Linked DNA regions of Mus musculus: all the other regions are linked to region 5. A link is a contact called in public HiChIP or PLAC-seq, Micro-C and promoter capture Hi-C data. All regions are on one chromosome and are shown on one strand. The core of a region is the stretch at or near the end of the contact, and the rest is flanking DNA. Distances in the headings are between cores, read along the strand shown. Region 1 holds the start of Gimap9 (GTPase, IMAP family member 9). Region 2 holds the start of Gsdme (gasdermin E). Region 3 holds the start of Zfp775 (zinc finger protein 775). Region 4 overlaps Mpp6 (membrane protein, palmitoylated 6 (MAGUK p55 subfamily member 6)). Region 5 holds the start of Tra2a (transformer 2 alpha). Region 6 holds the start of Npy (neuropeptide Y). Region 7 holds the start of Gimap8 (GTPase, IMAP family member 8).

The links. Promoter capture Hi-C pulls out the DNA fragments that hold promoters and counts their contacts. A called contact is a pair of places that touch in the nucleus more often than the background predicts. HiChIP or PLAC-seq counts read pairs in DNA pulled down with a chosen protein or histone mark.
Region 1: a Micro-C map of embryonic stem cells shows a contact between it and region 5, with 6 times the contacts expected there. The contact joins the promoter of Gimap9 here to the promoter of Tra2a in region 5. A contact is called at or near these places in 1 of 39 promoter capture datasets (pre-B cells), 1 of 484 Hi-C or Micro-C datasets (embryonic stem cells) and 1 of 115 datasets of contacts at active chromatin or transcription factors (memory CD8 T cells).
Region 2: a promoter capture Hi-C map of hippocampal neurons shows a contact between it and region 5, with 3 times the contacts expected there. The contact joins the promoter of Gsdme here to the promoter of Tra2a in region 5. A contact is called at or near these places in 2 of 39 promoter capture datasets (hippocampal neurons and liver) and 1 of 115 datasets of contacts at active chromatin or transcription factors (pancreatic cancer cells).
Region 3: a contact with region 5 is called in a promoter capture Hi-C map of pre-B cells, with 3 times the contacts expected there. The contact joins the promoter of Zfp775 here to the promoter of Tra2a in region 5. A contact is called at or near these places in 5 of 39 promoter capture datasets (the 3T3-L1 cell line, hippocampal neurons, liver and 2 more) and 1 of 115 datasets of contacts at active chromatin or transcription factors (memory CD8 T cells).
Region 4: a promoter capture Hi-C map of liver shows a contact between it and region 5, with 2.7 times the contacts expected there. The contact joins the enhancer-like site here to the promoter of Tra2a in region 5. A contact is called at or near these places in 4 of 39 promoter capture datasets (embryonic stem cells, hippocampal neurons, liver and 1 more), 1 of 115 datasets of contacts at active chromatin or transcription factors (astrocytes) and 1 of 9 other capture datasets (adipose tissue).
Region 6: a contact with region 5 is called in a Micro-C map of embryonic stem cells, with 12 times the contacts expected there. The contact joins the promoter of Npy here to the promoter of Tra2a in region 5. A contact is called at or near these places in 1 of 39 promoter capture datasets (hippocampal neurons) and 1 of 484 Hi-C or Micro-C datasets (embryonic stem cells).
Region 7: an H3K4me3 HiChIP or PLAC-seq map of embryonic forebrain shows a contact between it and region 5, with 6 times the contacts expected there. The contact joins the promoter of Gimap8 here to the promoter of Tra2a in region 5. A contact is called at or near these places in 1 of 484 Hi-C or Micro-C datasets (the C10 cell line) and 1 of 115 datasets of contacts at active chromatin or transcription factors (embryonic forebrain).

The regions. Positions count from the first base shown.
Region 1 is chr6:48,674,836-48,678,379 of GRCm38.p6, reverse strand. Gimap9 (GTPase, IMAP family member 9) reads right to left here and starts at 2,245. Exons shown (of 2, transcript NM_174960.2): 1 at 2,126-2,245; 2 at 1-938. The coding sequence starts at 899. The coding sequence ends at 24. Gm46958 (a long non-coding RNA gene) reads left to right here and starts at 1,571. Exons shown (of 2, transcript XR_001785233.2): 1 at 1,571-1,845; 2 at 2,356-2,548.
Region 2 is chr6:50,259,910-50,263,586 of GRCm38.p6, reverse strand. Gsdme (gasdermin E) reads left to right here and starts at 1,818. Exons shown (of 10, transcript NM_018769.4): 1 at 1,818-1,853.
Region 3 is chr6:48,599,641-48,603,758 of GRCm38.p6, reverse strand. Zfp775 (zinc finger protein 775) reads right to left here and starts at 1,752. Exons shown (of 3, transcript NM_173429.3): 1 at 1,639-1,752.
Region 4 is chr6:50,185,814-50,189,765 of GRCm38.p6, reverse strand. The region is part of intron 10 of Mpp6 (membrane protein, palmitoylated 6 (MAGUK p55 subfamily member 6)); the gene reads right to left. Among named protein-coding and RNA genes, the nearest start is that of Gsdme, 74 kb to the left of the region's middle. Within about 2 kb of position 1,540, at least 66 of the 459 cell types and tissues checked have an H3K27ac peak or open chromatin away from gene starts, as enhancers often do. A contact at or near this core is called in adipose tissue and liver, where this site is marked.
Region 5 is chr6:49,261,606-49,265,318 of GRCm38.p6, reverse strand. Tra2a (transformer 2 alpha) reads left to right here and starts at 1,267. Exons shown (of 8, transcript NM_198102.2): 1 at 1,267-1,481. The coding sequence starts at 1,446.
Region 6 is chr6:49,821,010-49,824,963 of GRCm38.p6, reverse strand. It overlaps Npy (neuropeptide Y), which reads right to left and starts at 2,254. Exons shown (of 4, transcript NM_023456.3): 1 at 2,163-2,254; 2 at 1,179-1,366. The coding sequence starts at 1,366.
Region 7 is chr6:48,644,927-48,648,925 of GRCm38.p6, reverse strand. It overlaps Gimap8 (GTPase, IMAP family member 8), which reads right to left and starts at 1,692. Exons shown (of 6, transcript NM_001077410.1): 1 at 1,641-1,692; 2 at 1,399-1,519. The coding sequence starts at 1,490.

The sequences.
Region 1 (3,544 bases), core at 996-3,495, 590 kb after region 5:
TAATAAAAATAAATAAATAAAATTTACCACAACTCGTCCCAAAGTTTTGAAAGAATTTCTTTTATCTTTTGGAAAATATACATAAATACAGTCTCTTCAGCCTTTTCCTTCAAATTTCTTAATTTTTCATCATGATTTCTCTGTGCAAAAACAATTTGTGCCGCCTTTCCTTTTTCTAATTTAGCAGCATATTCCTTTTCTATTCTTTCGATTTCACTAGTGAGTTGCTGAGCATAAGTCTCCTTCAGTTCCTCTAGACAATGGTTCAGCCTGCTATCTATGTCCTTATATATCTTGTCAGAAAAGTAGGATCCGCCATTTTGGGCCACCATTTTCTCTGTCAGTTCTATCAGCTGCTGCACTTGATTTTCTTGCTCATCCAGAGCTGCTTTGTTATTAAAGGCCAAGTAACGCTTCCCACACTGGGAGATAATATTATTGAGCTTTTCACCCGCATCACTTACAAAATTATCAAGGCTCTGATCCTCAAGGTCTTCTTTGTGAGTAAACAAGATGATCATGTACTTCAGGGCTGCCTCCCCAAAAAGACCCTTGATCAGAGCGACCGTTTTCTGCTCTTCTTCAGTGTAACGGTCCAGTCGCAAAACCAGAATAATGGCGTGAGGCCCAGGGCAGGAGTAGAGAACGCAGCGGCTGATCTCGAAACATGTGGTTTTCATGGTCTCCTTGGTGTCAAAGAGCCCAGGAGTGTCGACTACAACAAGGTTTTTCCCCTTCCACTCCCTGTATGCTCTCTGGCAGGTCTTGGTAACAGCATTGGCACAAATCTTAGAATCAAATTGACGTCTCCCGAGGATGGTGTTGGCTGTAGCACTCTTCCCATTTCCAGTCTTCCCTACCAGAATGATCCTCACTTCAGTGTCTCCCTGGCCAGCCATGTCAAGGCAAGCTGACTCTAAAGATCTGAATGCACAGATCTTAAGGAAGGAGAAGAGAGGAAAATTACCTATTAGACAAATGGAAAGCACTCCCGATCCTTTCTTTTTTTCCTTTTCTCCTGAAATTTTGCAGTGTTCTATAGTTTTAAAAGGCTGATGATCTGGATATCATTTAGGCTGTTCCTGATGGCATGGACAGGCTGTCTCTAGTCCTGCTACCGCCTTCATGCCAATATTGGAACAGATGTTCCTGGCTCATGCCCAATGCCAGGTCTGGGAAATGAGTGCGCCCAAATCGTTACTGTGCCAAATACCTGAAAGCCCAGGATGACTATAGAGGTCAACAGCTTACTATATATTTTATGACGACCTAGGAGAGGCATTCAAGGACTCAAACATAAAGAAAGTGTAAGGAAGGCAGGGGCAGGTAGGATCTCAGTGAGTTCAAGGCCAGCCTGGTCTATAGAGTGAGTTTCAGGACAGGCAAGGCTATACAGAGAACCCCTATCTCAGACCAAAGAGAGAGGGGGAGGGGGAGGGGGGAGGGGGGAGGAAGGGAGGGAGGGAGAGAGAGAGAGAGGGAGAGAGAGGAATTGTTCATCTCCCCTGCTTTGACTGGTACACAGTTAATATGTTAATTATTACAGTTAAATATCACACTGAAGCCAGAAATATGCTCACTTATCATGTTAATAAACATGAAACAAAACCCCCAAGACAGTTAAAACAATCCTGCATAACAAAAGAACTGGCAGAAGTGTCACCACTTCACCTCAGAGTGTACTACAGAGACATAATAAAGAGAAAGCAACAGACAAGATGCAAAACAAGACTCGGAGCCCCTAGACTACACTGTGGCTTCAGCAGCCCTCCGTCAAGCCAAGGGTCACACAGCCACACATGCAAATCTGTCTGTTGTACAATTAAGAGGAGTCAGCACATTGAGGTAAGAAAAAATGAATTAAACATGATCTGAGTTCTCTCCCAACTCTAACGAACCTGCCTTGGGGGACACAGAACTTTCTATAAAGGGCACCAGGCCCTCTGTGACCTTCCCCACAGACACACTGCAACGCATCAGTTCATCTCCTTATATCTCTTAGCCTCCACCCCTCCCCCCAGCAGCTTCCTCCCTGTGCAGACACAATACTTCCACCCCCATAGATGCTCCATTCGCCCTCCCTCTCACAGCTCCCTCGCTCCAGGTCTCTTCCAGCCAGACTCACCTTCTTCTGCAACAGTTAATGAGAGTTCAGGATCTCTCCAAGGAACCAATTTGACCTGGTTCAAGTTTTCTACTGAACTATGAAGTAAAACTTCCCTCATTCCCTGACAGGAAGTTCTATGGGTGGAGCCAATTGTAGCTTCCCCCCCCCCCCCCCCCAGCCTGAAGCGGGCGGGTACAGACCTTGTTGCCTCGGAGGTGGGGCCACCTGCGGTGCAACTTTCTGACTAGGCTGGCTCCTTTTGAAGAGACAACTGCCCTGCTCTTCTGCTACCTGCTCAGAGGCTGAACCTGTCTTCCTGAGACATTCCTGGCGACCGCGTGCTGACAGAATGGCTCCAGGCACGGAGAATGAACTGGCAGTGGGGATGGGCCTTCCCCCTTATAAGCACACTCTCTTAGTAAACTCAACTCGCGGGCCTGATCAGAGAAATTTTTGTCTTGGCTTCATTATCTTTTCTCACAGTCTAAGTCTCTTTCAGCCCCAGCCTGCCTCCCAGGTGCACCCCGTTCATGTAGGCCGCGGGCCGGCTTACAACAGGAGCCAATGAAGAAACCATTTGCTTTTAAAGAAACAGAAATATTTTCTTGTAATTTAATAGGTGCTTCAGCTCTGTCAAGTTGAAGCCTTTTCTCTGTATGTCTATTATAATGCCAAACGTTTCTAAATATTTTTTTATTATTATTGTTTGGTTTTTTTTTTTTTTTTTTTTTTTTAGATTACTGATGTGTTTATAAAAAGATAACGAGAGAAGGAGGGATATGCTCTATGGAAGGTGTAGTGAGGTATGGGAGGAGTTGTCCCAGCAGTCCCATTCCAAGGCATCACTTGTTCCTGAGGGACCAGCCACACGACGGTATAATATAGAATAGAGTTTATTCAGGGCATGGGGAGGGAAGTCAAGAGGGTAGAAGAAGCAGAGAAACGCAGAGGGGTTAGAGAGTACAGAAGTAAAGGCCAGCCATGGGCATGTGGAGAGAGCGGGGCAGGGGCGAGGGGATGGAATGGGGAAGGGACAAGGGAGCAGATAGCAAGAAGAGAAGAGCAAGAGCGGGAGAAGGGGGCAAGCAGCCCCTTTTATAGTGGGTGAGGCCTACCTGGCTGTTGTCAGGGAATTGTGGGGTGGAGTTTAGACAGAATGCTAACAATTACAGTCTCAGGTAGCCCAACCTACAGTTGAACTCACAGTGTGTGGAGGATGACCTTGAACTGAAAGCTGAGAACCTGGTAATTACTCAGTCCTTGAAGCTAGATACCTCAACAGTTGGAGTTGTCTCAAGATTGTTGGTTCCCAAGGCAGACAAGAGATGGTAGGTAGAGCATTGCCCATACCCTGGACTTCTCTCAGAGAGCTGGGCAGGAGGGTGGCTGCTCCCTACCCAAATCAGGCATGGGCCTACTCAACTTTTTAAGTTAAGA
Region 2 (3,677 bases), core at 569-3,068, 1.0 Mb before region 5:
AGGGCTGTAGGAACGTTGGGGAGTGGGTAGGGGCTTTCGAGATGGGTGCATATCATTGGCTGGGACTGAGGTACTAGGAATGCCTCATTTGCATGAAGAGGAATTCCAGGAGCTTGCTGGTCATGTCTTTATAGGGAGAGAGGAAGTTAAACCTGTAATTTGACCACCAGGCTACCTCAAGGGTAGTGGAGGTGGGGGTTGTAAGCCCGACGTGTAGCACTGGAACATACAGGCCCTGGGCAAGGAGAAAACAGGAAACTCCTGCTGATCTCAGGATGAGATTCTACAGATTTGGATGCATCTTGACCTCACTCACTCACACGGGCAAAGCAGGGGACCAGACGAACAGCTCTAGCAATTTCTATTTACTCCCTCATCCAATACCCACCTCCTATGCCTTCCTTGTGCACATCAGTTACAAGTGAGGAGCTAGCTGAACAGAACTGGGGCCTTCAGTATAAGCATTGCCTGGACCAGCTTTGAGGATGACCTTAAGCTAACCGGCCAGGTCAAAAGGCGATGGACACCAAAAATCTTCATCCCCTTACATGGCTTAAGTTGCTAGAAAAGAAAGCTTGAACCGGGATAACTTATGAAGTCCACCCCACAATCTCCATCTGCCCCGTCTGAGGAACAAACGCGACAGTTCATTTCTCTAAAAGATTTTTTTTTTATTATATACATGTGTGTGTCAGGGGATAACTGAAGGGTACCCTGTATGAATCAGTTCTTCCACTGTGTGGGCTCTGGGACCCAATCAGATGGTCAGACTTGGCGCCAGGCACCTTTGCATGCTATGCTGGCCATCTCATTTAATCCAAGCATAATTTACTGAGTATCTACTATGCAGTAAGTTTCAAGTTTGGAGCCGGACACTGTCAATAAAGCAGACAAAAGTTACTGTCCTCTGAGACATGAAGATTTAGGGAAGACGTTTGTATTCTACATATAGTAGAGTGGTGGCTGTTGGAGCACAGGAGAATCATAGAGTATGGAAGGAGCTACAGAGGGTAGTAGTGTGGATAGTTAGGAGAGGTTTGACGTGAGGGGACCAAAAGAGACTCCACCCTTTTAGCAGCCTCCCAGGCTCCTCCCCACTGGGGCAGCCACAAAGTGCGGCTACTCTCTGAGTGTGTAAATCCGGGGCTTGGAGGTGGGGGTGCAGAAGGAGAATTCTCTTTTTCTATTTATTGCACGGGAAAGAACATCCTATAAAAATTGACTCAGAGGGTGCAACGTTCTGCTTCAATCCTCTCCCTCAGTTTACCAAGCGCCTGTAGGCTTGATTCTGCCTTCAGAGAGCTTACCTCTCTGATTAAGCTACTCAACACCAAGCTCCAAGCCCCAAACAAGTGCAAGGGTTGCCAAGGCCAAGGTGGGAGTTTCCTGGACACTGCAAAGCCACGCTGACAGCTCACACCCTCTTAGTGCCTGGACAGGCTCTGGAGAACCAGGGGCATAGAGAAGGGGAGGTGGGTGGGATGAGGGAACTGTAGCCAGTAGGCCACAGTCTCGTCCCCATCTTCCTCCTGTGGAGCAGATGGAGAGCCAGAGACTGACCCGGACGGTTGGCAGTTCCGGAAGGAAGACAGGCAGTGTCTGGTTAGAAGTAGTCTCTGGTGCTGCCTGGATCTCCTAGACCAGCTAGCGCCTTTAACTCTGCTGCCAGGTCCCCCAGCTCCCGGGTTCAGCCCCGCCCCCGGCGCCATCCCTTAGCTTGTGGACCGGCTGAGGCATCCAGGGGCAGGACGGAGCAAAGGTCCAGGCCCTCCCTCCTCTTCTCTGTGGGTGTCCGGGAACGCGCGCGTGCGCGTGAAAGAACGGAGCGTGCAGGACGGAGAGGCGGCGCGCGGGTAAGTGGCGGCGGGCGCGAGCTGCGGGTTCCGCTTGGGCTCCTCTTCCCTCCGCCCGCATTGTGTCCTGGCCTGGGGCAAATTGTCGGCTCCCCTTTGCCCCGGAAGATCCCCTTACATCTCCCAGAGGCGGGCGATTGGGGTAGTGATCTCCTTTTTTCTCCCCACCTTCCAGTAGGAGCAGCTGCTCCTTCTTACCCATAGTCTCATTCTCGCCCTGTCTCCATTCCATCCTTGCCCCTTCCACCATGATCACCACCACTCCTGTGGTCCTGGGATGTGGCAAGTGCAGCTGGTGTTCTCTGGCACCCCATCTCACCATGCCTTCACCATATCCCATGCATCCATCCTTTGTCTTCTAATCTCTCTCCTGTGTCGGTGTCAGAAGGATCCAGTGTGTGCATGAGTGCATGTGCAGGAAGATCACAGGCTGGCATGGGTCCTGCCTGACCTGGGGTAACTGACTGAACCTCTTCACTGTGAGGCCTTTTGCCTGGAGTGGCCGTTTGGGGAGGGGTTCTTCCCACTTGCACCCCTCAGGGAAAGACACCAGGCAGCTTCCAGGCTTTGCTGAAGCCTGAACAAAACAGCCAGCCACTCACTGGGAGTCTGAATGGGACTTGGAGAGAGGAGTCAGGGAGGATGCTCCAGGACAGCTGGGCCCAGGTGACAGTCAACCCGTAGGCAGAGTTGGGAGTGGAAGGAAAAGATCTGAGCTGTTGGAGGAACAGAATCTAGATATGCAATAACAATGAATTCTCTTCAACATGCATCACCTAGGAGTGCTTCTTGTAAGAAAGGCTGGACCCCTGATCAGAGAGAGCAGCAACCTAGACTGCCTGCCCACATCCCTGGACTCCAGGATGGCCTGCCTCCTGAGGAAGCTGTATATTGGCCACAGGGTGTTCTTGTTCTTTTTGAACTCTGGAGTCCTTGGAGAGGTCTCCTCTTTATACATAGGAATCTTCTCGTTTCTTTTTGAGATCCAGTCCTGGGAGCCTGGTCTGCCCTTGAACACTCTGATCCTGGGGCTTCTCCCATGGCCAAGTGGTAGGATTACAGGAAAGCTCTGCCAATCCCCATAACTGTGTTTACCTTTGAAAATTAATTAAAACATTTTTTTAAAGATATTATCTGTCTGTGAGGGCCAGCCTGGTCTTGGATTTGTAATTCTCCTGCCTCAACCTCTCTAGCCCTGAGTACCCAGATTACAAGCTGTGCCACCATATCTGTCTCCCTCTGATCGTAACCTCTGTCCCACTCTCCTCTGCTCCTCCTCAAAGCCTTGGCTGCCTGCTTCGGTCTGCCCTGCCAGGCTCAGGCCTATCCTCTGACCACCCTTTGTTCCTTTCACACACTATTGGTGGAAAGATACATTTTCCAAGGCAATGGCTTTGTCTCTACCATAACTGAAATTGGCCTGTCCTGACACACTGTCATTACCAAATGAATCAAATGCATCTAAATTAAAAAAGAAAACATTAACTAGGGGTCAGCAGAGCAGGGTGGTCCGAAGCACCTGCTCTGGAGTCAAGGTGGTCTTTTTGGCTCAGTATGAATTCTGTTGGTGGACATTCAAGGTCCCCAAGTCAAAGCTACTGGGATCTGGACCTGCTGGGTTTTCTTGCTCCTTGCAGCAAGAGGGATGTAGTTTGTCTGTGATTTCAGAGGGAGTTCTTTGCTCTAGACTAGAGGCTGACTTTAAGTGGGGAAAAATTCTGATTGCAACTCTTCACAATTCATTGCTACTCGGAAAGCCTGGCAGAGTTAGGCTGTGGCTGGGGTTGGCCAAGCAGCAGTCAGTCACTAGATAAACTGGGAGGA
Region 3 (4,118 bases), core at 503-3,002, 660 kb after region 5:
AAGCTTGATACCCGGAATCTATGTAATCCACATGGTAGAGAGGACCAACTTCCAAAAATTCTGTCCTCTGTCCTTTGTCTGTCTCTCTCTCTCTTCCTCTATCTCTGTCTCTCCGTCTTTCTCACACACACATTCAATGAATGAATGAATAATAGTTTTAAAATTTTACTGATTTCTTGGTCCCTCCAAATCCATCTGCCACCAGAACCCAAACTGATCTCTCTCTCTCTCTCTCTCTCTCTCTCTCTCTTTCTTTCTCTCTTGCCCTTTCTCCCTAAGACAGGGTTTCTCTGTAGCCCTGACTCCTGAACTCACTCAGTAGACCAGGCTGGCCTCGAATTCAAAGATCTGCCTGCCTCTGCCTCCTGAGTACTGGGATTAAGGGTGTGGGCCACCACCACCCAGATCCAAACTGATTTTTCTAAAACTGAAATTTTGACATTTTACCCCCTTGACATACTTCAAGAGCTCTCCAACACTTGGAAATTTAGACAAAAATGTCTTGGCAAGGCCATTCAAAACATAGTCTTTGGTTAGCTTTCCCCATTGTCCCCAATATCTAGATTTGTTATGTCCTCACACACCTGCATACCTATAACTTGTCTGTCTTGCAGTGACCTTGCCCATACACCCCCTCCCTGGTCCAAATCAGGGGTCACTTTGCCAGAGACAGACATCTTTGGGAAACTCAAAACTACTGTTTAGCTATGTGTCATCCAAACAAGTACCTGTGGGGTAACTGTCATCATCCATGCTTTCTGTTACCACCAGAAGACCAAACGCATCCTAATACAGGATGCCTCTATCCCTAGCACACAGTCCAGACCCCAGCCTTGTAAACCATTACAAAACACGGTTATGAGGGCTCATTTACATAAACGTCAGCCACAACTGAGTGGTAGAAGCACAGAATCATGGAGCTTCGGAACTGACAGGACACAAATGCTATGGGATGTTTTCATGTTATTAACACAACTAAAAACCAAAAACAAACAAATAAAAATGCAGAGCCTGTCACTTGTCTCCAACCTCAGGTGACCACACCCAACTTGCCACTGCTGCTAGAGACCATTCGGACTCTGTGTCGCCAGACACCACACCCACTGAGACTGCTGCGGTCATTTTACTTGAAAGAAGTCTCAGTAACCACCCCCGAAGACGCGCACACAGTTGTAACTTCTGCGTGCTTTCCTTTTGCTTGTTCTCCGTCTCCACCCTCATCCCGCCTCGCAGAATCGCTTGTAGCCAACACTGGGATTGCTGCCCCCAGAAGCTCTTCTACACGGAAGCAGACACAGACAGGGAGCTCAGAACAACCAGATGGCTCAGTAGGTCCTCTTGGCTCTTCAACAGTCCTACCCTCCTGACCTTACTGCCCTGGCCTGTTGACCTCCCAGCCAACCTCAGGTCCCTCCCAACTGAGCTAGGAAGGGTGCTGGTGGTACAGAAAATTGGGACCCAGAGCTGAGGTGCACGCGGGACTCAGGGCGCCTCAAGGCCCGGGACCCATCCTTCCTCTACAGCCCGGTACACCGGAGCAGCACGGGAACAGCGACCCGGCGCTGGTCCGTCCCTGCACCGCCCCTCCCCGCCAGAATTGCACAGGACTCGGAGGGAGGGGGCCTGAGAAATAAATACCTTTGACTTTGTGGCTAAGGTTAACGGGAACGGCTACCCAAGGGGCGACTTGGGTACCGGGCTCCGGGCCATGGCCAGTCCCGGGGCAGGCGGGGCAGGCGGACGCGTGTGATTGGCTGGTCGCCCTGCACCGCCCCGCTGCGGATTGGCTGAACGGCTCAGATGACACTCCCGGCCCTATTGGTGCAGCCCGCGGGGCGGCCCCTTTGTTCTCCGGAGCCAATAGCCAGGGTCTGACCTCGCCTGCGGCCGCGCGGCCCTAAGCAAAAAATCAGTGAGCTGAACACTGCTGGGGTGGAAGAGGTGGCCCCCTAATGCTCTGTGCCCCGCGGAGCATAGTTGCTGTGCCCGTCCACCAGGTGCCTCGGATCTGCCCACCTTTGAGCGCTCTGCCTCCCGCACAAGCGCGTATTGATATCTGAACTCGCGGCGTAGGTGCGGGGTACCACGGTAGTGAGGTGCCATTAGGTTTCCTTGCTTGGAAGCCATCGCGGGCCAAATAGAACACAGCACTTTTAGGACCCCTCTGGAGAGTATATCTACTTTATTGTGGCTCTTTTTCTTTACTCCCTGAAAGCTATGTTTAGGCGGCATTGCTCACACTTGCCTATTGCACATTGCAGGGCTCTTTTGCCTCGTGAGGGTACAGTGAGCCATCATCAGCCAGCATATCATCAGACCACACTGAGTCATGATAAATTATGTTTGGAGCTGTTTGCAAGTGGCTTTGGAAATCATTGCATTCGGGGAGCTTTTTCTAGCTGAGAAAACAGGTCTGAAGAGGTTACCTAACCGCATCTAATTTCACTATGCACTAAGGTTCTGTTGAGTGAAATATCTTCTAGCTGCTAACCAGGTCCAGACTGCCAAGAAGGGTGATTGGTTCCCAAACACCTCCAGGAAAGTGTTTTCATTCCCACCCTTTCCTATACATCTGATAGAATTCCTCCCACCTCTGCCTTGAGTTTGGTCGCAGCTGGGTAATCACAGTGGGGTCAACTGGAAAGATACTGCATTTTCTCTCCAGAGCTACTTTGGAGGTGCATTTGGGACCAGGATGGATGTCCTGTAACCCCTACCATGGCACCAATCTGTAACTGTTCAAGCCTCTAGGCCCCCAGCTGCTGTTCAGCTGTCAAGCATTGTGGAAACTGGGGCCAAGTTTCTAGCCATTTTCCACTAAATTCATGTGCAGTCATCACAAGAGAGAGTTTTCTGTTTCTGGACTTTGATGTGTTTGCCTGTGAAATAGATGAGTGAGTTTTCCCACCTGCTTATGTGCCTTTCTGGATTTTCATTCCTACCTCTCAGAGCAGCATTCTAGTTTCAGATCCTCCACCAGCTAGTGTGGCCCAGGAACAACACTTCCTATCCAGAGTGACAGACTCTCCAGACTGACACTCAGGACCAAGGCTGTTCCAGAAGTGGAAGAATGAAGCACAGTAAGTGAAGGCTAGCCTATCTTACACACTGAGATAGTTCGTTCAAGGCCAGCCTGGAACTGTATTAGATCCTGTCTCAAAAAATAAATAAATAAATAAATAAATAATTTTTAAAAATGTTTAAAAAGAAAGAAAAAAAGCAAACTATGTATTGATGCACATACACAGAGTCTATATTATAAAATCTGTGAGGGGGGGTTGGTGCATGTGGGGGCCAGGGGGTCACATTATGCATCTTCAGGCACCTTCCATCTTGTTTGAGACAAGGTCTCTAATTAGCTGGAACTTCATCAAATAGGCTAGGTTCACTGAGGTGGCCAGCAAGATACTGGGATCTCAGTATCTGTGGGATTGTGACCCACCATACTCAGCTTTTGTTATGGCCTCTGGGAAGCAACACTCCAGTCTTCATGCTTGCAAGGCATATATGTTCTACAAGCCAAGCCATCTCCCCAAACCCAGTATTATGTGACCAAAACCAGCACACTAATTTCTTTTTTATACAGTGGTGGTCAAGGCTGAAAGGGTGAGCTGGGGAGATGGCTCAGCAGTTAAGAGCACATGCTGCTCTTGCAGAGGACCTGGGTTTGATTCCTAGAATTCACATGGTGACTCACAACCATCTATAACTCCAGTTCCAGGGAGTCTAATACCCTTCCCTGGTCTGGCCTCCATGGGTTCCGGGTACACACATGTACACAAACATACATGAAGGAAAATACAACATACACACACATCTTTAAGACAAAAGGAGGCAGAAACAGACCCGAATCTCAGCTTCTAGTAATTAGTATTCCAGGACCGTGTGCAGGTGTTTACATGAATTTGAAGGGAGAGCAAGAGCTGCAGGTGTTTACATGAATTTGAAGGGAGAGCAAGAGCGCCCGGAGCAGCCCATCAGGTGGGATCAGATAGAACTTAGCAAAGTCCATTCACAAAACAAACAGTTGTTCTTTTGCACTCCTCTGTTTGGGGACTGGTGCAGAAATGACAGGCGAGAGGGCCTGTTGGTACCTGACAAGAAGAGCAGGCAGCTGT
Region 4 (3,952 bases), core at 291-2,790, 920 kb before region 5:
TAATTCCTAAAAATGAATTTGCTTAACAAAATTACAAATTATGAAAATGAAAGTAACTAGAAAGTTATTGACTCTTCTAGATGCCTGAAAGCAAAGAAGGGAAAAGGAACACAGAGCACCAGTGGCTTGATAAAAACCCAGTCTGTCCTCCCTGAGATCAATCATTCAACAAAGCAGTTTTTACTAGCTGCCAGAAATACCATGGGTCAGAACACTAGGAAGTAAACCTTATCTGTGTACTCAAATGAAGTGAGAGTAGCCAGATATTCCTCCAAAGCTTTTATAGTGCTCAGTTAATGACAGAAGCTTAAATCACTGGATCCAAGTTTGCTGAAAACAGCTGCAGTGTTTCAAAGTATCTCTGAACAGGTTGCTTAAGTGTAAACTACAGATTTGCAGGGGAAAAAAAAAAAAAACACTACCAAATGCCATAGTCAATGACTAACATTAGTATCAATAATAGGACACAGAGACAAGATGCAACTCTCCTGATGCATATTTGAAGGGTAAGAAACTGATTTATATATTTACAATAATGCAGAGCTGTACTTAAAGAGGAAACAGGCAAATTCAAAGGAAGAGAATGGCACAACAAATTGGAAAAACGGATCGAATTATATGCTGTTTATGAAGGAATCTTACACTTAAAGAGACTGGTATGTTGGGAGTAAAGGATGGAAAGACATCCCTGTAAGCAGTGACCCAGACACAGCTGCAAACTCACATCAGAGCAGACCAACAGGGAGACGAAAGGTATCGTAGAAACAATGAAGAATAATTACAACGACAAAAGGGTCAATTCGTTAGAAGTAAGATGCTTACTTACATCTAAGCACCTAACAGTAGAATCTCCAAATACATGAAACAAAACAGAAATGAAGCAAAAGAAAGATGGACACGTCACCAAAAGAGCAGAAGACCTCAAGGCTTCCAGTGATGGAGAGAACAGAAGGTTACAGAGGAAATGAAGGCCTGGGCAGCTACACAGAACATATCAAGGCAGCAGTCCAGTCAACAAGAGGAGAATACTTTTCCCCGCAGTGTACAAGAACAAGTGACACGCTCAAAGATAGGTTATATCTGAGGCTATAAAAAAATCCCTAAGGAGTTAATGAGGCCTATGGTCTCTGGACAAAGTGAATGGAATTATCATCACTAACAGGAAAATCTGGAAAAATAAAATGTGTAAAATTAAATAATGTACTCCAAAACGGGTCAACTAAAAAAAAAAAAAATAGAAATCAAAACTAAAAATAGCAAACACTTTGAGAGTGGTCATTACTGATGGAGCTGCCAAGAGCCCTTCTGGGTGCTGGTAGCATATCTTTGTCTCTACTTCTGATAGAGTACAGCTCGGCCATCATACTCGTGAGGGACTCTGAAGCCTTAGAAAAGTGTCTTAGCAGAGAAAAATTATCAGCACTGTGGTAAGCTTCAAGAAGAAACATTAGATGGCTAACTGAGGCCTACTGATGGCTTACATGGAAAGACCTGACAAAACACACAGGAGTCTGTGTCAGAGCGGAGGCACCAAGAGCAGAGGACCGCTAGTTTTCCTTTCACTTTTCCTTTTGACCAAAGGTTCAGTTTCTATCTCATCTCAGTGACAGTTTTCATATATGGCTAGGAAGGAAGAAAGCTGCAAGCAGGCAGCATGTGAGAAGCCGGTTTTAGCTCCAGCTAACTGACTCGTGTTGCACAACTGTCTTATTCTCAGATTACATTCTAAGCCTCTGTGGTGAAGAGAAAAAGTGTTTCATTACATTAATCTATTTCTAGAATTAAAAATGACTCTGAGATGAATGCAAACAAAAACATAAACCACAGCAAAATTATAAGATGCAAAAAGCAGCACCTACTGAGCAATTTCTAGCATAAATGTGTCTGTTAAAAGGAGATCTCCAGTGGATAACCTAACTTTCTACCCGGGATAACAGGAGAAAACTTCATCCTAACTCCAAGGAGCAAACAAAAAAGAAAACAAGATTAAATTAATAAAATGTATGATACAAAAAAATATGAAAAGAGCAAAATTGACAAATATTTGGGAAAACTAAGAAAAAAATTTACTAAATTCAGGAATGAGAGGGGCTGTTACTAAGGACCTTGTAGAAGTCCTGCGACAATAGAAATACTTGCACAGCTATGTGAACATGCTAAAACCAAGAAACCCAAGTGTGTGGAGAAAACGCTATGCGGATTTCATCTGAATGAAGATGGTAAGGAAAAAAATAAGCACAAGTTTAGAAAGCAATAACTAAGAAAGTAAAGAGAGAGACAGGAGCAGACAGATGGGAAAGTTGACCACCTCTGCATAGCTGTGCCAGTGAAAGCATGTTAATGCTAGCCTGTTTTCTGAGAATAGATTTATTACTGTTACTGTTGAATCAGCTTTGTTAATATGACAATATATTAACTGTGAAAAGGTTAAATAGTTCAAAGGAGAAAAAAAAATCCTTTAAAACCAAAATGAACCAAAGAATTGAAGGTGCAAACAATGGAAAAACTGCTCCCGGGCAGCAAAGCGGCACTGTAAGTGGTTACAAACCGGAAGTAATACAGAGTCAATGTAACCCATAGAAAGTCCAACGCCATTCCTCATATAACTAGAAAACACAATTCACAAACAGAGAGACAGAAAAGACTCTAGATGGCCACAACAATTCTAAGCAGAAAGAACCCAGCTGGAGGGACACGGTTTACTCAACTTTAAACTCTAATAGAGGACATTATGGTACTGGCACAACAGGCAAGAGAATATATACCGCTGTCCCAGAAATAACCCCCAGAGCTATGAACACCTAACTTTTGATAAAGGTGTTAAAATACACACTAGACAGAAGACAGTAAAGGGGTACAAAGTAGACCAAGGACCTTAGCTTCAAACATGAAATGGTGAAACGGCTAGGGAGCGCAGAATGAACACAGTTTGAGATACAGGCACATTCTAGAATGTTCAGAAGGAAAAGCCTATAAAATAAAAAAAATTAAAAGTGGTTAAAAATAATCTTTTTTTAAAAAAACCACATAACAAAGGGAACTGTCAGAAAAAAAAATAGGATAAAATCACTGCCAGATACATTTCAGATTATACATATAAAGAACTGTGAAAATTAAATACCAAAAATCCCAACTTAAACTGCCAAACAATAAATGTAATAATGAGACAGACAACTCTCAAAAGAAGAAATACAAGTGACCAATAAATATTTTAACAAGTGTTCAATATTCTCAGTCACCAAAATAATGGAAAATAGAACTATTTTGAGATTCTATCTCACCCAAGTGCGAGTGGTTACCATCAAGAGCAATGACAGCAAATGCTGGTGAGGATTTGGAGGAGGAGAAACCTTATTCACTGCTGGTGGCGGTGCAAACTGGTGCAGTCATACGGCCATCAGTGCAAGAAACATAAAGTGGGACAGGGAGATGCTTCAGCTGACAAGGTGCTTGTCACATGAGTTTGGTTCCTCAGCACCCACAAAAGCTGGGCACAGGGCATGGAGAGATGGCTCTGTAATTAAGGGCGCTAGCCTCTCTACAGGCGATCTGGGTTCAATTCCCAGCACCTTATCATGGCTCAAAACCATCCAGGTATGACTCTAGTTCTAGGGACTCTGATAGCCTCTTCTTTCCTGGCTTCTGTGGACGTCAGGCAAGCATGTGGTACACTGTCACAGATGAAGGAAAATACCCACAAACAAACAAACACACAAACAAACAAACAGGTGGGGCTTGTCTGGGAAGTGTGGTGGGGACGGTATGTTAACCAGCTGGATCCTTAGAGTTTCCTGGCCTTCAGCCTATTCAAAACAATGAGCTCCAGGTGCAGTGAAAGACTGCCTCAGAAGCCCCAGGAAGGAGGCAATAAGAGAAGATACACACCATGAACCTCTGGCCTCTGCATACACACACACCTCCATGGGAGGCATCTACCCACCCACACACCACG
Region 5 (3,713 bases), core at 18-2,517:
TTCAAATCCCAGCAACCACATGGTGGTTCACAGCCATCCATAATGAGATCTAACACCCTCTTCTGGTGTGTCTGAAGACAGCTACAGTGTACTTACATATAATAAATCTTTTTTTTTTTAAAGAGTTTGATAACTAGCTCTCTGACATTTCTGATAGGCTCTCTTTTTATATCTCAGGTTGGCTGGAACTTCCAACAGTCCTTCCTTCTAGACGCCTAAGTGGTGGGATCACAGGCACAGATCACCACACCCAGCTATTTCAGGTCTTTGTGAATTCATTATTTGTGCTGGTGTTCCTTATTTTTCTAGAGCAAGAAGTATGGATACTAATGTTGCCAAACAATATATTCCCCCAATTTATTTTTATTTATTTACATGTTCTACAGTGTTGAGGACTAAACCCAGAGCCTAGTACATGCTAGGTGTGCTGGATAATTTTCTATCAACTTGGCACAGATAAGGTCACCTGAGAGGAGGGAACTTCAATTAAAATGCCCCCCGCTGTGGTGGGAGCTCATGCCTTTATTCCCAGAACTTGGGAGGCAGAGGCAGGCAGATTTCTGTGAGTTCCAGGCCAGCCTGGTCTACAGAGGGAGTTCCAGGACAGCCAGGGTTACACAGAAACCCTGTCTTGAGGTTTGGAAGCAGAGAAGAGTGAGAAACTCATGGCTTTTCAGTATAACCCCATCTGTGTATATATTGTTATTTCAACGTTTAAAAGGGCAGATACTAGCCGGGCGTGGTGGCTCACGCCTTTAATCCCAGCACTCGGAAGGCAGAGGCAGGCAGATTTCTGAGTTCGAGGCCAGCCTGGCCTACAAAGTGAGTTCCAGGACAGCCAAGGCTATACAGAGAAACCCTGTCTCTGTAAAAAAACCAAACCAAAAAAAAAAAAAGGGGGGGGGGCAGATACTGGGGATAAGGAAAACTCAGCTGGAAAAGTCGGTTTGTTTGTTGGGTTTTTGTTTGCTTGTTTTTGGTTGGTTTGTTTTGCTATGCAAGAAAGACCTGAGTTCCATACCTAAAGAGAACAAAACCAAAAAAACTCAAGAACAAAACCCCACAGGCAAAGCCAGGCGATGACACACGCCTTTAATTCCAGCACCCGGAGGACAAACCGACCCAACGCCAAACAGCAAGCTCTTGAAACCCGCCAATCTCCCGCGCTAGGCCAGGCGGACACAAAGCCTCCCGGGGCGGAGGCGGGGTTCGCGACGACGTCATCACAGGTCCGCCCCTTGACGTCAGGCGCCGGGGACACCAGGAGGTTTCTGGCGGCACGGGCGCCATTTTGCCTGAACGTGCGAGCTGGTGGGAGTGGAACGCACTGGCCGTTGTAGCCGTCGCCTTCTTCCTCCCCACAGTCCGAACAGCGCGGTGACTAGGCCGTCGGCCCTCGAGCCGAGACATATCTCTTATTTAGTTCTCGGGAGCGCCTGGCCGACATGAGTGATGTAGAGGAGAACAACTTCGAGGGCAGAGTGAGTACAAAGCCGCGGGAGCCGTCTTCGGCGGCGGCCCGATGCTCCGGGGCTCGGGGACGAGCGCGGTCGGTCGGGCGAGGTGGCGGGGCCCTCAGGAGCAGCCTTGAGGGCCACCGCGAGCGCGTCACGTCCCAAGATGGCTTCGGGGTCCCCCTGCGTGCCCAGATGCCCCACTAGCCCGCAGCGCTCCTTTCTGGCGGCTGACTGGTACCTGGCCTGGTCCTATCCTCTCCTGTCGCTCCCTTTCCTCTCAGCTTCCCATCTCTGCTCCGAGGTGCGGGTCCCCGGCGCGGTGGGGCAGGAGGCGGCGGGGCGCTCCCTCCGGCCGGATAGTGGTAGGTGCTTCCTGCGGTGGCATCTCGGGCCACCACCACCCCTCCTCCGGCCATCGCAGCGGGGTCTCGGGGTCAGAAGTGCGCGGGGCTGCTGTCCGGGCGGGGAATCGCTGGCGCGGGACTAGCTGGGGCCTGTTGTCTCCTTGGCTCTCTGTTGCAGTGAGCGGCCGCGTCTCCGTCGGAACCGGCGGCGTCGCGTCTGTAAAGGCGAAAGCCTTGAGGTTGAAGGTGGGACGAGCCCAGTGAAGTGGTTAGTCAACGACCGCAGCGACCCTTAAGAGTCCTTAAGACGAGAGCGAGCGGGGAAGGGAAAACTACGCAAGAGCCTTTCCCCTTAATGTCCTCTTTCCTTTCGCTTCTAAATGAATGTGGAAATGCAGTGACGCCTGTTTTCCTAACAGCTAGATGTTGGGTTCTTTATGTCTCAACTTCCAAAGCTTTCCTTCCTGTGACCATTCCTCTGAAAACTCCTTTACAGATCTTTATGGCTAAACTGCCAAGACATCTTACTTTAAACCTTACGTAACTGAACAAATTTCTTGCCTCAGTTTTCAAAAAAGAAAAGAAAAAAGCTAATCATTGTTAACTCAAAAGATTATACCTGAAATTTACAGACCCTCCCCCGTTTTTCTCACCCATTCCCCGGAAAAGGGACTCAAGACTTTGGTTATCTGAGGTCTTGTGAGTATAAACCGTATATTCACAAAGCTTGAGTATATTATTAGAACGTTACCGGTTTTTGAGTTTTATTCCGAAGTTACCCTAGTATTGGAAATTAATGGAAGTGAGTCCTGGTAAAACCATGGAAGGAAAAAAAAGGGAAACAAAAGTCCCATGGTACTCGAGGGCTGGCAGTTGTGTTGGTATTCTAGTGGAGGAGGGGCGGGTGGAAAAAAGCCGCTGGAGGGCTTTGCTGAAGGAAAGAATTTGTCCCTTTTGGAAGCTCGGGATTTAGACACCTGTACTCTGTCAGTCAAGTCATATACGGTCAGTTAGGGTTTTGATCTTGAGAAAAGAGGGTGCATTTTGTTTGTTTATTTTTTTATTTAATGCACTAGGACAAGGTCATAACTACATTTAACTTTGATTGGATTATTTGAATGAAATTTGCACACAACGATTGAGTTGAACCTGCTTACTATTTTTAGGATTGTTTTATTGTACTAACAACTTTTAAAGACTATGAAGTAAATATTTCACGTAGTTGTATTACTTGTGAAACTAAGTAATTAGGAAAAGACGGTTGGGGTTTGGGTGTGTTGTTTTGTTGTTATTGTTCCTGGTTTAGTCTGTGGGACTTGTACCAGTGTTGCTCTGATGGCTCTGATTGCTGCTCTGGTTCTCCCATTTGTCCTCTAGTGGAAGGAGTAGTGGATAATTACCACCTTCCCACAAATTATTGAAGATTCCTATCCACTTTTCAGTTTATTTAGGTATTAACAACCTAGTTAACAGATAGGGACTTTCTAGCTCCCTCTCTTCTGCCATTAGTAGTACAGCAGTACCTGTGGTTCAGTTTACATCAGCGCTTTCAGGGTCAGTTACAGCTCTTTAAGATGTAACAGTTTTTGTTTTGTATTCTTAAATTATGATTGAACAGACTTGTAATTACATAAAGAATTAGAAGGCTAGAGGCTTGTGGGGGGGTTCATATTGATTTTTGTTGTTTTTGAGCTTTGTGGGAGTGGAACCCAGGCCTTTTGCATACCAGGCAAGTGCTGTACCACTCCTCTTCTTAAAGCAGCTAAGTATTTAAATACAGTGCTTTGTTTTTTTTGTTTTGGTGGGAGGTTGTATGCTTTTTCCCCCCTGTTGACCATAATTGCTATGCCCCTTTATCATTGCCTGTAGAGGTGTCTGAGGGCAGCTTCCTAAGAGAGATGTTTGAATGATG
Region 6 (3,954 bases), core at 1,005-3,504, 560 kb before region 5:
CTCAAAAACACAATTGCTTTTTGCTAGTCAAAATGGTCAGATTTCAAAAGATTATGAGCCTGTATTACTTAAGCAATTCTGTATACATTGGGATTGTTTTCCCCAGAGGGCTTTCAGAATGCCACATACCTTTCTGATGAAATTAAGAATACACAACTGTTTTAGAAGCACAACCTCCCTTTTGCATCCCATCCAAACATCCCCTGGGTCGCGAGCAGTTTAACCTCTCTCTGGAAATCTACTATGCATAATTGAAACATGCTAAGTAAAGAACATTAATGCCTCCAAAGGGCTTGCCTATATGGTCCTTCAAGGTTCTCAGTAATTCTCAGTAATTGAAATGTGTTGTTAAATGATTTAGAACTAAGATGCACCAATTTTGCAGACTAAGTCCCATATTGTTTGTAAAATAGCGTGGATTTTATTTTTCCTGCTTGATTTTAATGCTGAGAGGAAAGGCAAGGCTCGCCTCTGACTTTCTGGACATTAAAAGTACAGATTGTGGTCTGTCTCTCAGGTCCCAGGCAGTTGGAGCTGTAGCCATCAGAGTCCCTAATGTAAAGGCTTTGTTCTCTTTTGTTTCTTCTTAATGGGGCACTTTCTTTTCAGAACTCAGTTGCTATAAAATGGGAAAAGTCAGCCTTTTTATTAGTTCAGAAGAAGCCCATGGTATTTATTTATTTATTTATTTATTTATTTATTTCCCTAAATGCAGCCACTCCCTTTGCCCTGGGCAGGCTCAAAGATCTCTCCACCCTTTTGACAGCTGGATTGTGTCCTTGGTTTTCTTTGACTGTGGTTGTTTACTCTAAATCAGGGTTCCTCTTCTCCCTACACCTTTACACTTCTGCACCCCTGCCCAATGCAGGCCTTTCCCCCGAGATATGTGCTGGGTAAATCTCCAACTGATGTAAGCAAAAAAGGCAGGAAAGGTAAGTGGCAGACAGAGGACAGCCTAGAGGCACTGAACCTTGGGCTTGGGTCTTGGAGAGAAAGTCTAGTGACAAAGACAATGTATCCAGTTTGTGGAGTGTGTACCCAGCTCACATATTTATCTAGAGCTGAATTTATGTCTGATCCTGCCCTATGAACAAGGAGAAAGAAATGATCCCTGATGTCCAAGATCTCCAGAACCGCAAGTTTTCCCGGCTCTAGGTACCAGCCGCGTATGCACCCACCTCTGTCTGGTGATGAGATTGATGTAGTGTCGCAGAGCGGAGTAGTATCTGGCCATGTCCTCTGCTGGCGCGTCCTCGCCCGGATTGTCCGGCTTGGAGGGGTACCCCTCAGCCAGAATGCCCAAACACACGAGCAGAGATAGAGCGAGGGTCAGTCCACACAGCCCCATTCGCTTGTTACCTAGCATCTGTGGATACAGAAGGCTCAGACTTGGAGATGCTGAGATTGCTCGTCTTTGTCCCAATTCCAGCTATCACTCTAGACCCTCATCTAATCCCATCCCAGACCCTAGAATAAAAGCCCAGACTGGGCAGGCGCCACTTCCAAATCTTTAGAAGACCACTTGCCCCGACCTGGATCTTCTGCCCCGTCCACATATTTCAGAAAACTTCCTCCGATTCTCCTGGTGAGAGGCAGAGGTCCCCTTTTCAGAACAGAATTGGAAGTTCTGCCCTCTATCTTAAAGAATGACCACTTTTCTCCTCTCGTTCCTAAATCACCCTTGGAGGAGAAAACTTTTCTTCTGGGTTGCTTTTGATTTGTGTGGCTACAAGCGCTGTGACAGTCGGATACCCAGAGGCTCAGTTCGGATTTTGGAGGCAACAGAGCTCACCGTGCTAGAGACAATACTTGGGGGAATCTCCCACTAGGAGCACACATGCAATCTGGGTTCCTGGTTGTAACCAACCAACCAACCAAACAAACAAACAACCAAACAAAACCCCACCGCTGCCCTGGGATAGGTGTTCCCAGGTTCTTCTCCCTACCCTCAAAAGATAAGAGGCACGGAGGCGGGGCGCCCAGATTGGAGGGTCCCGGGGAAGGGCAGGTGGACAGTAGAACCTGAGTCCAGCAAGTGAAATTTAGGCGCCCCAAAGAGCTGGGTGTCAAGCTGGCAGAGCAAGCTCAGGGGACCGGCTGCGGGGCAAGTTCACTGGCGTCTGGGAGCCCGCGCCCCTGTCCCAGTTGATCCTGGCACTCACCGTGGCGGGCGGGCAGTCGTCGCTGAGCGGCGGGTGCTCTGCTCTGGGTGCCTCTGTGAGAGAAGAGATCCACCGGTGGGATGCGGAGAGCGGGTCGCCCACAGGCTTTTATGGAGCGCCCTTGTCGCGGCAGGAGGGGCCTCGGGGGCAGTCACGCCCGGGTGACTCCCACAGCCACTTCCCGCCCCCAGCGGCGGGGGAGGAGGCTGGAGCCACTGCCGCTCGAGTGGCGGCGTCTGGAGCCACCCACACCCCAATTCTAAGCGGCCCGCTCTGCGGGGAGAAGGGAACAGTCAAGAGTGAGCACCCTCGGAGCCCTCTCTCTATCCCCGACCGTCGAGTCCCGCTAGGGAGATGAAGCGGGACCGCTTAGGTTGCCTGTCGCGGGAATTGTCAGCTCTCTGCGTGCGGGTCTGTAGGGACCTGAATATTCTACTTGGGGAGCATATCTGGGGCCCGCGGGATAACTGCGCGCTCTGGGAGGGAGGCAGGCGAGCGAGGTTTTTCCCGCTCCCGGTGCAGGTGTGCGGGACCGCAAGGTCCCAGTGGCTTCCATAGACCCATTGGATCTACTGGTCTCCCCAAAAGGTGGGCCCTCCCCCAAGCACTCTCCCCAACGCTGCTAGCCGGGTTCGGCCTCAGCCAGAAACTCCCCGAGGCTGCCACTGGGAGCCCGCGGTCCATGAGCTTCTGTATCTAGAGTGGAAAGTGGCGGCGATTCGCACCCCTGTCTGTAAACCCTGTGAAGTCCCGAGTGAGCTTGGTTAGCGTCTGAATGAGCACTTGCTTTCAGATTGAAATGGAGCAGATTAAAAAACCAACACCAGTGTGCTTGTCGCGTTAAACTTGTTGAATAAATATGAACGATATTGAAGTTATGTTTACCAGATAGGGATTTTTACAAGGTACGCTTGAGTAAGTGCCCCTGGAAGTTTGAATCTAAGTGAAATGGTCCATTGCTAAAGTGGAATTTACGCGTTATTTTAAAGCTAAACTAAATGATTTCGTTTGAGTGTCACTTTGCGGGTTGTTTAAATAGTGCTAAATTGACTACTAATAAGAGGGAGAGAGGGAGGGAGGGAGAGAGGGAGGGAGGGAGGGAGGAAGAGAGAGAGAGAGAGTGAGAGAGAGAGAGAGAGAGAGAGAGAGAGAGAGAGAGAGAGAGAGAGACTATGTGATCGAATGATAAACCAGAACAACAATATCCCTCGCAGCTGGAAGACTTCACTTTCCCTACGTCAGAAACCTGCACCAGGGCCACAAACACTGAGCTGTCAGGGCTGCTTTTGTGCCCACATGAGGACATTTGATAAAAGGCAAAGCATCTAACAAGTCCTCTCTGATAAGGAGGAAGGCACACACTACTGTTCAATAATGTAATTATATTTTTGTAGTGAATCAGAGATTCACATCAGTTGAAGCCTGGATTTAGCAGGAGTCACAGGATCTCGGAGAAAGTACACCTTAGGGCGCGAGGGAGGGGCACCACTTTTGAGCAGGGACTCTGGGAATCTGATTCACTTCCTTTATAATGTCGGTGCTTGAAAACAAGAACTTTTCCCATCAGCATTTGGAAAATAAAGTCAAGGGAGGGTGTGCCCAGGATGTCACACTGTTCTCTTCCTTGTTGTCCAAGCTGCATCATCTGGCCTTGAGCTCTCAACATTCTGCTGATACCACTCCATCAATTAACTCCTTTGGTGGCTTCCTGAAATCATTGGTAGCTCATAGAAACAACCTCTCCCCCAACAAACAAAATCAAACGTCATTCAAAGCAGCAGTGTCCTAGCTG
Region 7 (3,999 bases), core at 443-2,942, 620 kb after region 5:
GAGAAAAGGACGACCTGTTTGGCAGATGGTTCTGTACATGTGGGCACCACCAACAGAGGACAGCTACCTCACTGTGGCCAAGGCTTGGGCATCTCTTGAGAACACGTTGGAAGAATATTCTCCCCATGGGGCAGAACTTTGAGCAGCGCACCTTGTTCATTACACTAAAAGAAGAAATGGTCAGATGTGCAACTATTACCAACCCATGGGCTCCAGCCAACCATTTGGCTGGATGGTGTGGATTTGGAAACAACATGGCTGGGAAATCGGTCTGGAAGAGGTGTCTGGAAGGACTGCGAGGAAGACAAGCAAGAGAACTTCTGAATGCCCATCAAAAACTGACCTCAGCAAAGGAAGAGCTTGATCATCAAGCTGACAGGGTGACCCATTCTGTTGGTGCCAGTCATCCTCTTCCCCAGTCACCTGATCATCAGCCAACAATCTCATCACAGTGGCCACAGTAACATGGATAGGGACTATACATGGGTCTGGTAATATCAAAGTATACAGTGCCATCTCTCTATAGCAGGATTCATGGGTCAGCAATTCATGGGTAAAAATCAAATGGGAACGACACTACTTGACCTCAGCAAAATCTTTGCTTCCAGTCCCCAAGATCTTACACTTTGTTAGCACAGAGGTCTTGGCTACAAAGAGCAAAATGTTTCCACCAAAAGACAATCATCACCCTATCCTGGCAGTTGAGTGAGTAAGTCTGTGAGTCCCGCTCTGTCTTCCCTGGATATTGCCCAAGGGTACCACGAGTTCAACCATTGGAAGGAGCTTCTGTGATTCATCCCACATCAAGGTGCAAGTGGTCCCAGAGAAAAGAGATCAGAGAGGCCTCCAGAGCCCAGCGGGGGAAGACGTTTAGTCCTAGACAGTGAGTCAGTCAGCATAAGAAAAGGAGTTAGCAGGTGAGGGCCAGTTTGGATTAAATGTACATAAACTCAAGACTTCCTTCAATACATGACTAACTGGATCTTTCTGTGAAAGGACTGGAAATTGTTCGAAGAGAGAATATAGGACATAGATACTGCCATCTGCTTCTCCAGGAGACCAACAGTCCCAGTGACAACCAGTGACTTCCTTCTGGGAGTCCAACCCCTGAGACACTCCCTGCTGGATCTTGAACCTCCCTGTCTGCCACACTTCTGTCCTCTTCTTCCTCCTTAGGTGTGAAGCCTTTCCCCACAGACCTCCTGGCAGGCAGCTGTTCCACATTCTTTCTTGGGAAAAATACGGTACATCCCTACTGGATCTGGTTGGAGTGACATAATTCCAGCTCTTGAAATCCAACCCAACACAGGGCAGACTGCCTTCCACAGTCTAAACTTATCACCCCCCCCCAAGCTATAATAGACCCCCCCCACACACACACACACCTCTGAAACATACCTCGGTCTTTCCCCCTGTCCTACTGATGCTTCACAGCTTCTGTGCTCTGCCTGGCTTCCTGCAGCTGCTCCTTGGTGGGATGAAGTCGCCATCTCTGCCCTCAGGTCAGTGGAAGCAAATCCTAAAGAGGGCCAAGAGCCACACAAGGAGAGTTAAAGATTTACCAGGCCACCCCAGTCTCCCTGGCAGGAGGATTTCCAAATGTTTCTAGGAAGAAAGAGGTTTCTAGAAGCATGTCTTACATCAGTAGAGCCTGAGAAGGAGCTCAGAGCACATAGGATGAACACGGAAGGGGCTTAGGGAGGGGCCGGTGTGAACACAAAGGCACAGGTCTTCTGGAGATGCCCTTGGGTGCCACCATGTGGCTGTGGGAGCACAGTCATTCACACTGCTACAGACAAAGATGGTAACAGAAAGGCCTACTTGGGTCTTGTCCTAGTAAGCTTCAGCTATGAATGTAACACAGACCTAGAGTCATCTGGGTAGAAAAAAAAAAAAAACAAAAAAAACACGACTGAATGATTGCCTATAACAGACTGGCCTGTGGCCATGCCTGAGAGCCATTTTCTTAATTGCTGATTTATATTAGAGTCCGTCAGGGTGGCCTGTGTCATCCCTCGGCAGGTGGCCCGAGCTGTGTAAGAAAGGCAGCTGAGCAAGCCAGAGGGAAAGGTAAGCAGCATTCCTTCATGGTCTCGGCTTTAGCTCCTGTCTCCAGGTTCCTGCCTGGAGCTCCTGCCCTGGCCTCTCTCCTGCAGATTATCACTTGTAGACTGAAATCAACCTTTTCCTCCTCAAGTTGCTTTTGGTCTTGATGTTTATCGCAGCAACAGAAAAGCAAACTAGATCAGGTCTATTCTTTGCAAAGACCAAAATCGGAAGTTTTTGATGAAGTCAGTTTGGGAGTAAAACCCAGCAGACTTTCCTCTTGGCTCATCCCCACCACCGTCTCCCTCAGCCTGGACTGATCACACAATGTAGATAAAACTACAAAGGAACCATTTGCTTTCTCCCAGAATAAAGTGCTCCCTCATAGATGAGAAAAAGCTTTCCCCCAGCTAGCAAAACACAGAAATGTTTGAACCTGAGTTTTCATATGACTCACAGAACTCACTGTGTCCCAGCGACCTAATCTGATCTGTACTTCCTAAGCAAGGGGCACACTGAGAACAGCATGGTTTCCTTGTTAGAAGTCTAAAGTGACGTGTGCTTATGCTATAAGGATCCTGAAGGATTTGGGGAACAGGGCACATACAGACTCATACACTGGCAAAGAAAACTGCCCTATCCCCCTCCCCCTCCCATTCACTCACCTCACCTTAATAAAGAAGGTCCACTCATAGAACAGTCCCCACCTCCCCTGGGCACCAGGTCAGTGCATAGAATACCATCTAATTAAAATGTTGAGGTGAAAACTATAGACTAGGATATACAGGTGCCTGTGAGGCTGAGCTAAGGGCTAGCAAGCTCTTGCTGCTCCAAAACTGAGAAGCCATGGACTTGGGGGCGGGTCGGGGGGAAGGGCAGGCGTCCTAAATGAAATAATAAGCTTTGGAAGAGTGCTTAAAGTGAAATTAAAGCTTCTCACAACTTCTTCGTGACTTAGCAGGTCGACGATTGGTTTGCTGAATGATTTTGCTCTGCGGCCTTTCTGGTTTGGCTCTAAGGAAGGATGGGGTCTCCTGCCCTCTAGTGGCCGTGTGTAACGACACATGGAGCAAATGAGAACCTGAAAGGTCCCTGCTGACTCTCCTAGCTCTCAGTAGGGACAGGACAAAGTGGGACTATAAACTAACAGAAATTGCATAAGGAGAAAGATGCGGTCATGCAAGGAGGAGTCTACGACGGCCATGAATTGTGTTAGACACAGAGGCTAATCTGTGCGTCACGCACTTTAAGACCAGCACTTGGGAGGCAGAGGCAGGTGAAGCTCTGTGAGGTCCAGGCCAGCCGGAGCTACATAGTGAAACTATGTCTCCAAACACAAACAAAAAAGAAGAGGGAACATTTGCAAGGATCCCACAGTCTCAAGTCAGGGAAGCCGCGGAGCCTGCCACAGTGAAACTACCTATGGGGTGTGAGCACCGTGGTATGTTGGCGAGCCGTGGGAGCAAGGGAGAATATGTGCTGTGGAAACCCCCACTTCCCTTCTGCAGTTGACAGACAGTAGCGGAGGCTACATTTGATGGAACCTGTGAGTGAGGAGGATGATAGCGCACTGTAATCTGGAAGGGTCAGGAGCTACGTTTCCCCCTGGGAGGTTTCTCGCTTTTGGTGTGTGGTGTGAAGACATTCAGGGAAAGTTTTCTGGAGTGCTCTGAAGATCTCCTTTTCTGCCCGCTCCTGTTCCTGTCCTGGTGCTCAGTGCTGCTTTTGAGAATGGCAGGAGCAGAGCATGTGGCTATGATGTTCACCCTGACACTTTCCATTCTGCCAGGCTTTCTTATGCACCGGACCTACCAGAGGAAGTAAAGTTTTACTTTTCCAGAGTGGTGGCAAGTCCTCCTCCACCTCCTCCTCCTCCTCCTCCTCCTCCTCCTCCTCCTCCTTCTTCTTCTTCTTCTTCTTCTTCTTCTTCTTCTTCTTCTTCTCTCTCTCTCT